Regions from separate parts of the Sus scrofa genome. Here region 1 is linked to region 2. The links are chromatin contacts, called in public Hi-C maps. All regions are on one chromosome and are shown on one strand. Each heading gives the region's core, a stretch centred on a gene start, on an enhancer-like site or on the middle of the called end of the contact. The rest is flanking DNA. Distances are from core to core; before and after follow the strand shown.

What was found. Hi-C and Micro-C count contacts between places; a contact is called where the count stands out from the background.
Region 1: a Hi-C map of liver shows a contact between it and region 2, with 4 times the contacts expected there. The contact joins two enhancer-like sites. A contact is called at or near these places in 1 of 5 promoter capture datasets (liver), 2 of 47 Hi-C or Micro-C datasets (epiblast stem cells and liver) and 1 of 2 datasets of contacts at active chromatin or transcription factors (alveolar macrophages).

What each region holds. Positions count from the first base shown.
Region 1 is chr2:129,813,633-129,818,884 of Sscrofa11.1, forward strand. All of the region lies in intron 1 of LMNB1 (lamin-B1), which reads left to right. Among named protein-coding and RNA genes, the nearest start is that of LMNB1, 9.0 kb to the left of the region's middle. Within about 2 kb of position 2,294, at least 6 of the 83 cell types and tissues checked have an H3K27ac peak or open chromatin away from gene starts, as enhancers often do. A contact at or near this core is called in liver, where this site is marked.
Region 2 is chr2:129,519,998-129,525,708 of Sscrofa11.1, forward strand. It overlaps a transcript of GRAMD2B not described here. Among named protein-coding and RNA genes, the nearest start is that of GRAMD2B, 27 kb to the right of the region's middle. Within about 2 kb of position 1,509, at least 16 of the 83 cell types and tissues checked have an H3K27ac peak or open chromatin away from gene starts, as enhancers often do. A contact at or near this core is called in liver, where this site is marked.

The sequences.
Region 1 (5,252 bases), core at 1,044-3,543, 290 kb after region 2:
AAAGCAATTCCAACTTTAGGAAGCTAATGTGATGTCTACCTGTATGTGACACTCCCAGTGGGGTCTGGGTTAGCACCCTATATGAAACAGATATTTCTTCAGGGAAAGATATTAATAGTCACAGTAAGTGGAGAAAGACAACTAAAAATAGCGTCACGTCCATTCAGGTCAGGTTTTGTCACCAAATGAATTGATGAAAATTTTGGTTTTAGAGCTCTGGATTACAAATATGAGAGGAATGGTTTGTTTGTTTATTTATTTATTTACCTTTTTATGGCCACACCTGTGGTATATGGAAGTTCCCAGGCTAGGGGGCAAATTGGAGCTGCAGCTGCAGGCCTATGCCATAGCCACGGCAATACTGGATCCTGAGCCACATCTGAGACCTGCGCTGCAGCTTGCAGCAATGATCCATAACTGAGCAAGGCCAGGGATTGAACTGCATCCTCACAGGGACAATGTCAGGTTCTTAAGCTGAGCCACAGAGGGAACTCTGATTTATGTTTTTTTAATTGACCACTTCTTAGTTCACTTGACTCAGGTTCTGGGAGTTGAACCTAGAACACAAATAAATTTTATTGGTTGACTGATTCATGGTAGATAGTCAGGCTTGAAAGGATGTAAGATTAACTCTTAAAGTGATTAGCTCTTTATAGAGAATTATGAATTAATTAGGAAAGTGGAGAGGGGGGCTCACTGGTATATAACTAACATAATGGATGCTGTAGGATTGTTTGAGATGCTGAGCAAGTCAATTTACTGTCCCTTCATTTCAAAAAAGTTTTTGAAAAGAATGTCTTAAGGAACATAGTTTAGTGTTTGAGATGTATTAGGCCTCAAAACTGGTGTTTTAAATTCATCTTTGAGAGGCCGAACAAAAATTTTGTTATTTAAAGTGGAACTTCATGTCTTTTCAAAGCAAATGGTATATTTTAAATTTTATGAAAATAGTACATTTTTTCTTCCAAACAGAATGACGAGTACTGTTGGTTGTAATTTTTCAGGGTATATATGCATTTGAAGATTCATAGGCTTCCTGCCTTCATCCTCAAGCGTCATGGTTTTGAGGAGGCTGGGTTTGAGGTTGAGGGGGATGGAGCCTACACAGTATATTCCTTTGGGAAAATGACATTCCTCTGATTTTCCTTCGTTAGTGCATTGGTAAGGAAACTTCTCTTGGGAATTTTGGATTTGTGTTTTCATTAAAAAGTGTTTCCAGATGCTGATGTGCTACTAACAAGTATACTTGGGACATTTGTCAGTCACATTAGCTTGAGACAGAGTCATATTAAGCAAGAACATTAAGTGAAGGTACAGCTTCCTACTCTTTGTGACTTGGGGTATGTGATTTGTGACTTTAATTCTTTGAGCTTTTGTTTCCTTTTCAGTATAATTGGGACAGGTGTAAGTAGTGGTTTTTTGAATCACAGCAAGGATGAAGAAATCTAGACCTTTTTCTAGCCTGTCAATTTACTTGTCTCATAATAATGGGTGGATTTTTATCAGAATTGGCATTTTGAAGAAATTAGGAAGCATACTGAAATGAAATGTAACTAAGATAAACTAATTCTTCTTTTACTTTATTAGGGCAGAAGGGGATGGTTGGCATCTACCTTATATTTGGACTTACTGTATATTCACTGTTGACTATACATATTTTGGCCACACAGAGTGGAATTTAGTTGCATAGGCTAAACAGTATATGCAGGGTTATTTTAACATCATATTTTTTCAGTTTTCAAACCTAAAATAATAAATGCTGATCTGCTTTAGAGACTTTTTCTTATTATGTGGGAAATCATTTGAAAAACAAAAAACTTTGATCCCATGTATTACTTGGTCTTTGGTTTATGTCCTGATTTTGCCCTGATGGAAGCAAGTTGCCAATAAAACTCTGGTCTTAATGTGAAGCCATAAACTTCATGGTAAATAATTACTTTTATTTTCAAGGGAAGAACTTTAAATATGAAATCCCTAGACTTGGTGTTAAAGTCTAGGAGCCAGGTCCTAAGTAATTAAACCGTTACGATGCGTCCTTCCCTTGCTTTCAAAGGATGTTTGCTAGAGCAAGATGTCTTTGGAGTTGTTTATTCAAACTAGGAGGTTAGACTAGGTAATTGTTTGGTGTACCCAGATTCAAGGAAGTAAACACACAGAATGAAAGATTAAGCACCATAAAAATATGCTGCTACATCTTTCTTTCCCCTCTATACACGGTTATGCTTGTTCTTTTCATTCGTCCAGATGATGTCACCTCAGGTCTGAGTTAGAGATCTTTAGACTTTTAGATCATCACTGTAGGTTTGTTTCCTGCCCAAACAGTGAGAATGAGCCTTAAGTTCAGCTGGGCATTGGGACCCTGTTTTAACTGAAGTTCCCAATTTCTGGGATCCAGGGAAGTTTCCCAATCAGAGTTTTAACTTATACCCTCCCCCATATCTCTCTAACAAGAGGATTGTGTTTTGGGTGTTATATTTGCAGAATTAAAAAAAAAAAAACTAATATTTTCTTGTTACACAGAAATTGTATGTTCATTGTGGAAAATTAGAAAATACAGATAAATACCAAGAAGAATATAAGTCACACGTAGTCCCATAAGACTTCTGAAGTTTTCCTGTTTATATTCATGACAAAAAAATGGATTCATAGTAAATATCAATATGTAACCTTTCATGCTACACTGCTTTGTGAGCTTCTTTACATGTCAGTAAATGTACTTTATCACTTTAAGGGTATGTCAACAGGAGTTCCCATTGTGGCTCAGTGGTTAACAAATCCGACTAGGAACCATGAGGTTGTGGGTTCGATCCCTGGTGTTGCTCAGTGGGTTAAGGATCCAGCATTGCTGTGAGCTGTGGTGTAGGTTGCAGATGCGGCTCGGATCCCGTGTTGCTGTGGCTGTGGCGTAGGCTGGCGGCTACAGCTCCAATTCAACCCCTAGCCTGGGAACCTCCATATGCCGTGGGAGTGGCCCTAGAAATGGCAAAAAGACAAAAAAAAAAAAAAAAAAAAAAAAAAAGATAAGGGTATGTCAACAACTTTTATTGGCCACTCAGTTTGCTGTGACCCAAGGTGTAGGCTTTGCAGTGACTGTGTCTACCTGATTTCTGAGAGGTCATAGAGGGCTGTGATTATCATCTATTTTGCTGACAGTATCACATTTTTTTCTTTTGGATAACTTAATGGTTAAATGTTAACTAATTTTTACTGGTTAAATGTTAACCATTGGATAAAGTAATAGCAAGTTTGCCAATTTTTGACGCCATTAACAGAAGGGTGTCCATTTCCCGTTTGGGGGAATTTATTTCTTGATTCCTGGGATTCTTCTTAGTTCTTTTTTTTTTTTTTTGTCTTTTTAGGGTCGCACCCGTGGCACATGGAGGTTCCCAGGCTAGGGGTCTAATTGGAGCCGTTGGCCTCCAGCCTATGCCAGAGCCACAGCAAGGCAGGATCTGAGCCGCATCTGTGACCTACACCACAGCTCACGGCAACGCCAGATCCTTTACCCACTGGGCGAGGCCAGGGATCAAAGCCGCAACCTCATGGTTCCTAGTCAGTTTCGTTAACCACTGAGCCATGACGGAAACTCCTCTTTTTAGTTCTCGATCATTTTTGTTGTTAACACTCATTGCAAGCATAAAGGAGTAAAAAGATCCACATTTAAGTTGTAATCTTTGCTGTGGGCTTGGATTCTAAGTGAGACATTCCTTAGCTAGTATGTTTCCTTGGTCCTTTTTAAAATTTAATTTTTTTGCCCTTACTGCACTTGCACTTATTGATCATGAATGGAATTATAGCACTTTTACTACAATCTAGCTCATTTTGTATATTCAGAAAATGAGACCTGGAGAGCTTAGAATACTTGTGCAGGATTCAGGACAAAAAACTAACATTTATTTCGTTCTTACTATGTTTGCCAGGTACTATGCCAGATGCTTTACAGGTACTGTTTTTAAGCCTTACCCTTTTTGATGAGTGAGGAAACTTCAGGCTCAGAGGGCCTTAACTATTTTGCCTGAGATAACTTAGCAGATAAATGTCAGTTAGAATAGATCCTAGCTCTGTCTTCTAGCATTGTTAGAGGGTTTTTACGTGGATCACCTCATTTAATACTGGCCTGAAGCAGGCTCATGGAGCACTGTCATCTGTCCTTGAATTTGAGGTCTTACACAAGACATGTGACTTTCAGGTTCATTTGGATGCTACTTTTGGAAGTGGTACTAGATGTACATTTTTCACGGTGATAGTTGAGATAATTTATTTTTTTTAATTTTTTTGTCTTTTTGCTATTTCTTTGGGCCTTTCCCACGGCATATGGAGGTTCCCAGGCTAGGGGTCTAATCGGAGCGGTAGCCACTGGCCTACACCAGAGCCACAGCAACGCGGGATCCGAGCCACGTCTGCAACCTACACCACAGCTCACGGCAACGCCGGATCCTTAACCCACTGAGCAAGGGCAGGGACCGAACCCGCAACCTCATGGTTCCTAGTCGGATTCGTTAACCACTGCGCCACGATGGGAACTCCAAGATAATTTTTAATTTTTCATGAGGTTACAGTAACTGAGGCAGGTGTTTGAAATACTGAGGGCTTCATTTGCTAATAAGGAAAGGGTAAAAATGAATTACTCAGAGACTTCCTTTGTCTTTTCTTCCTTGTTGAAAAGCTTTCCTACTCAACAACTTAATAATAACTTTAAAAGAAACTAAAATCTCTAAATAAGTCTTTAATACTCATGACAGAAATATTCTTTTCATTTTTCTTTAATTCAGCACACATTTTTGGAACAGCTGCTGTTACCGAGTTCAAGCTTGTCCTGCTTGCCACACAACAGATCAGTAAATCAAGAGATGAGTTTTGGGGCAAGGAATAGTGACTTTAATCAGAAAGCCAGCTCTCCGAGATGGTGGATTAGTGTCCCAAAGAACCATCTTCCATCTTGCCAGGGTTTGGAGGCTAATTTCTTTTCTTCTTTTTGGGCTGTATCCGGAGCATATGGAAGTTCCTATGCCGCTGCTGTGCAGGTATTCAATGGATGCTCGTTTCTTTTATAGAACAAAGAGGAGTAAAGTAAAATGGTCCCTAAGTTGTTGCACATATTTTCTGGGTTAGGCCAGACTTGGGAAGGAATAGGTTAATTTCTTCTTTCCTGAAACCATTCACAGGTGGACCTGTGACTGTGTCCTGTGAGCGAAGGAAAGGTTTTCAGCTTAAGGTCCAGGCATGGAAGGCAAGGTTCCTGGAGTTGAGCC
Region 2 (5,711 bases), core at 259-2,758:
AATGAATCTGATTTTTGAAAAAGCATTTAATCAAAGTGGGTCTTTGAGCTTTTAATGGAAGTGGGACTTTGAGTTGAGCTCATCTGTAATAGATTTCAATGAAGTTTTAAAATCTCACTTAAGGAGTTCCCTCCCCCCGCAACCCCTACCTTCGTGTTTAGCAAACAAAACCAGCCAAGGGTTATTGACGTGGACGTTCTAGGAGTTGCTTCCGTGTGTGACTGCGTGGGGCCACATGAGGGCAAGTGGAAACCCCTGCCAAGAAGCACATAAGTGATGAATGAGGGTTTCTATACAACCGAATAGTAATAATAATAATAGTCTCCTCTATTTGCACAGCGGCTTACTCATAGGAACTTTTTACAGACGTGACCTTATATGCCTTGGTGGCTTTTTACTGTGGTAGATGGATTATAGTCATTCTCTAAGTTGCCTGGGTGAGGAAAACAAGGAACAGAAGAGGAAAAGGAATTTTTGGATATCTCCGTACGGCACAACTGAGCCAAAGAAATAACTTCAGGTCATGATTGTGCAGTCAGTTGCATGACCCAAGCAGCATTATCCAGCCTCACTGGCCCATTTCTTCACCTGGCTTGGCTCAATTGATTTGAGCTATTTCCCCAAATCAAATCCATCTTCAAGGGTCATTTCATTTAGTTTCTTCATCTCACCCGGGGTGACTTTTAATGCCCCAGAGGGGACACTAGTTTCAGAAGCAGGCAGGATTCCCTGTTTGAAAGATTAAAGAAGACCTATCTGGGATTCTGATTTCTACATTGAGTCATTCTGTGATGCCGTGGGTTTCAGTTCAATGTATCCATAAAAAGACAGTGGCGTTTGCTCTGGGCACTTGCATGCGGTTAGAAAAAGTATGGTGGATAATTTCATTGAACAAAAAACCTGGGAGCCCTTTCTACCATCTCTGTGGGGGGAGGCTCCGTCTGGGGAGGACTGCCTGGCAACCATCTGGTCTCATCACTTTCTCGGCTGGCAATCCCTCTGTGCCTCAGTTTCCTTAACTGTAAGATCGAGTAATCGTGGGGGTGTGGAGAGGGTTCGGTGAGATAATACACAAAGTGCTTGGCACACAGCACGTGTTTAAGGGTTGCTACGGTTCTTGCAGGGCAGTGGGGGAGATCCACAGAGAAGTCATGCCAATATTCACTTATCACCTAGAGCTCTTAGAGGCTAGGAATACGTCCTTTCCTCTGTATCCCCAGCAACTAGCACAAAGAAGAAACTATCGAAAGAGAATGGATGTGTGTACTTATGTAACTGAATCACTTTGTTATATAACAGAAATTATGCCAACATTGTACGTCAATTATGCTCCAATAAAACTTTAACAAATGGGAAAAAAAAAAGAAAAAGAAACTACGATGAGGAGAGACTCTTGCAGAGTAAAGAAATGGCTGAAGACCCAGATCCTGCTTCCAGGGGCTCCAGTCTCTGTTGGCGACAGATACACACTCTGGCAACCCTAGAGGGTAGGCAATGCGCATGCACCTTGAAAATTAAATTATTAGCCTAACTCTCCAAACTATAATTTCCCACATGTTTCCTGTTAATCCCCATGTTGCAATACTTAGATCTAGAGATAAATTGCGTATTTCAAACACTCAGTGGAACAAAATAAACTTTGCTTATGTGAAAGACTCACAGCAGCCAGATGATCCTGGAGAAAAATAAACTTCTGTTTTATTCCTTCCAGTAAACCCAGGGGCAGAACGTTCTCCTGCAAAAGGGGAAAGAACCCTGGAGGCAGGAACGATCGGGTCATACAAGTGCGTTCATTTATCTCCGAGCTTTGTCCTTTGGACTGTGAGGAGGACATTCAGTGACCTGGTTGGCTTTCCCGTCACATCTCTTGCCCTCTCCATGCCCGGAGAAGATCACAGTCCAGCCATGTGTGCTAGTCTGGGCCTTTGAACCTTCTCTGCCTAGGACACTTGGGCAGAGTGAATTCTGAGCTATCCTTCAAAGCCCGAGCAGGTATCCCTGCCTTGGGACAGTCTGGCCCCACCCTGTCTCCCTTTCTCTGTGCCGACACTGTACCTCTTGGATTTCCATTGCAGCCTCCATCACACACTCAGTGTCGCTTATTGTTGTGTTTGTCTTTCTCCCTCACTCTGCTGCCTTTTATTCCAACCAATCACTCAGCACAAAGTAGACAACGATAAGTGTACAACGATGTGTTGGGCAGATGAATAAATGATGGCGGGTGATGGATAAATAAAGAGCTCCCCTAAGTTGACAAGTGAGGCTGACCCTTGCTGAGGTGCTGCTGCCCTCATCCCAGGAAGGCTGAGGGTCAGCAGCACCCCCTGGGCTTGCAAATCAGTAACAACGAGCTTGATGCACGGAGGACAGCTAACAGCAAAGCCACACGAGCTCTCAGACCCTCTCAGGTCCGAGTCCAGGAGCTTTTCACCCTTCCACGATGATTCATTCTTAGATCTCAACTGGTATTTGCCTCACTGGGGTCCCAAGTGTCATACCCTTGCCAACTGGGAAAAGAGAGGGAGAAATTAGGCTGCAAGGAACAATAGAAGCTGAAATTCCTTTTTCCGTAAATGTAAATACAAGCTTACTTTTAACTTAATACTACCCTGAATTAATTTAAGTTGAAAAATACACCTAATTGCTATAAAATTGAGTTAAATTAGACATAAAAGAAATGATGTAATAAAATATTGGGTTTTAGTTTAGTAAATAATCCCTCACACATGCCACACGTTTTCCTATCTTCGTGCCTTTGTGCCTGTTTTCTCTCTGCCTGGAATAGCATTTCCCTCAAGCAATACTTAACAAATGTTTCGCATTTTTGCAATATCCTGTTGGTTACCCAAGTCAGTCCTGGGTGTTCCGTGTGGACGGGGACCGTCCAAGGAGGAGAAAACCAAGGGGGGAGTCACATGGGGCCATGTTGGAGGCTGGCCAGCATGGTAGTCATGACAGCAGCAACACTAGCACTTATTTCTACTCTGAAAGGTGATATCCGATGAAAGGGCTGTAGTCTTGGAGTTACTCAGACTTGCATTTGTGGTTTTTTAAAAAAATTCTTATTCATTGAAGTGTAGTTGATTTACAATGTTGTGTTAATTTCTGCTGTACAGCAAAGTGACCCAGTTATACACCTATACACATTCTTTTTCTTGTATTATCTTCCATCATGTTCCATCAAAAGTGATTAGATCGAGTTCCCTGTGCTATACCACAGGACCTCATTGCTTATCCACTCCAAATGCAATAGTCTACATCTACTAACCCCAAACTCCCAGGCCATCTCACTCCCTTCCCTTCCCCTTCCCCCTTGGCATCCACAAGTCTGTTCTCTAAGTCCATGAGTTTGTGTCTGTTCTGAAGATAGGTTCATTTGTGCCATATTTTAGATTCCCTGTATAAGTGATATCATATGGTATTTGTCTTTCTCTTTCTGGTTTACTTCACTTAGTATGAGACTCTCTAGATCTACCCATGTCGCTGCAAATGGCATTATTTTGTTCTTTTTTATGACTGAGTAGTATTTCATTGTGTGTATATATATGTACCACGTCTTCTTAATCCATTCAACTGTTAATGGACATTTAGATTGTTTCCATGTCTTGGCTATTGTAAATAGTGCTTCAGTGAACATAGGAATGCACGTGTCTTTCTGAATGAAAGTTTTGTCCATGTGTATGCCCAGGAGTGAGACTGGATCACATGGTAGTTCTATATTTATTTCTCTGAGGTCCCTCCATACTGTTTGCCATAGTGGTTGAACCAACTTACATTCCTACCAACAGTGTGGGAGGGTTCCCTTTTCTCCATGCCCTCTCCGGCATTTGTTATTTGTAGACTTATTAAAGACAGCCATTCTTACTGGTGTGAGATGGTACCTCATTGCAGTTTTGATTTGAATTCCCCTAATAATTAATGATGTTGAGCATTTTTTTTATGTGCCTGTTGGCCATCCGTATGTCTTCATTCTTTTTGTATACGTTCTTTTCCGTTATGGTTTATCTCAGGATATTAAATATAGCCTCCTGTGCTATATAGTAGGACCTTGTTGTTTATCCGTCCTGTGTATAATAGTTTGCATCTTCTAACACCAAAGACTAATGTCTAACTCACACGACCCCTCTCCCTCCTCCTTGTTCTCTTTGCTCAGATCTGTATCTGAATCACAGTTCTAGCACTTTCTGCAGTTTTATTTGTATTTGGGGCAGTGGGTTTTTTTCTTTTGCTTTTTTTTGTCAAGTTATCTAAGCTTTTCAAACCTCAGTTTCCTCACTTGTAAGATGGCGCAAATAACACCTACCTCTTCTTAGTAACATTTTGAGGATGAGGAATGGGTGGCTGGCAAGTAGGACACTCAGGAATTGCTGTTATTAGAGTTGCAAGGTAGGTGAAGTGTTACTATAGAAACAGGGTTGGAAGTCATAATCCACACATCCCGGTGTCAAACCTTAAGGTTTTTTTTTTCTTATTTGTTTTATTATCCCCAAACATTCTCTTATAACTTATGAAGGACATAATGAGAGCTAAACGGGGGAGGTGGGGTATGGATGAAGCTAAAAAAATAATTTCCTTTTGAGAGTTCCCGTTGTGGCTCAGTGGTTAACGAATCTGACTAGGAACCATGAGGTGGTGGGTTCGATCCCTGGCCTGGCTCAGTGGGTTAAGGATCTGGCATTGCCGTGAGCTGTGGTATAGGTCGCAGATGTGGCTCAGATCCCGTATTGCTGTAGCTCTGGTGAAGGCTGGTGGCTACAGCTCTGATTCGACCTCTAGCCTGGGAACCTCCATATGCCGCGGGAGCAGCCCTAGGAAAGGGAAAAAGATAAAAATAAAAAAAATAAAAAATTATTTCTCTAAATTTATATACTGAAAGAACAGTGGAAAGAGTCCACACCTGGCCCACACAGGTTCCTGTGCCCTGGAGCAAAGCACTGACCCTCTCCTTTTCCTCATTGCACATGAACAGGATTTTTCCAGACAGTTGAGAACTTAAAAGGAGAAAAAAAACAGTCAAATAAAGCGATATGTATAAAGTTTAAAATTACAAACTCCTTCGGCGGGGAGTGGGGAGTAAAGAATTCTTTTCAGGTATTATTTTTTTCTTCTGATTTTTTTTTAAATTATTGTAGTTCTCTCTGAAGTAGTGGGTTTACCATGAAGCTAATGAAGCTGTAAACTTCAGGGGGGCTATCATTTGTATGAACCTCTTATAAGTTGAAATTCACTCCCTGCACCTAATTTTTTTTATACTGAAAGAAGTCCCGGGTGGGGAAAAAAATGTAAGTGTAATGTATACATGTAAGGATAACTTGATCCCCTTGCTGTACAGTGGGAAAATAAAAAAAAAGAAAGAAAGAAATTTTTAAAAATTGAAAAAAAAAAATAAAATTGCAACATCTTTCCTGGGAAAAAAAAAAAAAAAAGAAGTCCCCCGCATGAGATAAGCTTTAGGTCCTACAAAACTGATTTTGTCCCAGTTTCTGGTATTAACATAATGATGCATTTGTCAACCAAGACCAGTTTTCTGAATATTATCATCAGTATTTCACACCAGTCCATGGGATCTTATTTACTCACAGCTTAACAAATCTATACAGTAAGGTACTGTTAGGGTATGAATGGGTACTTCCAAAATCATTTTTTTCTGGAAAATATGGACCCCAAATTTATCCCCCACAGAGACGTAATCTGGGAAGGGGACATTCATA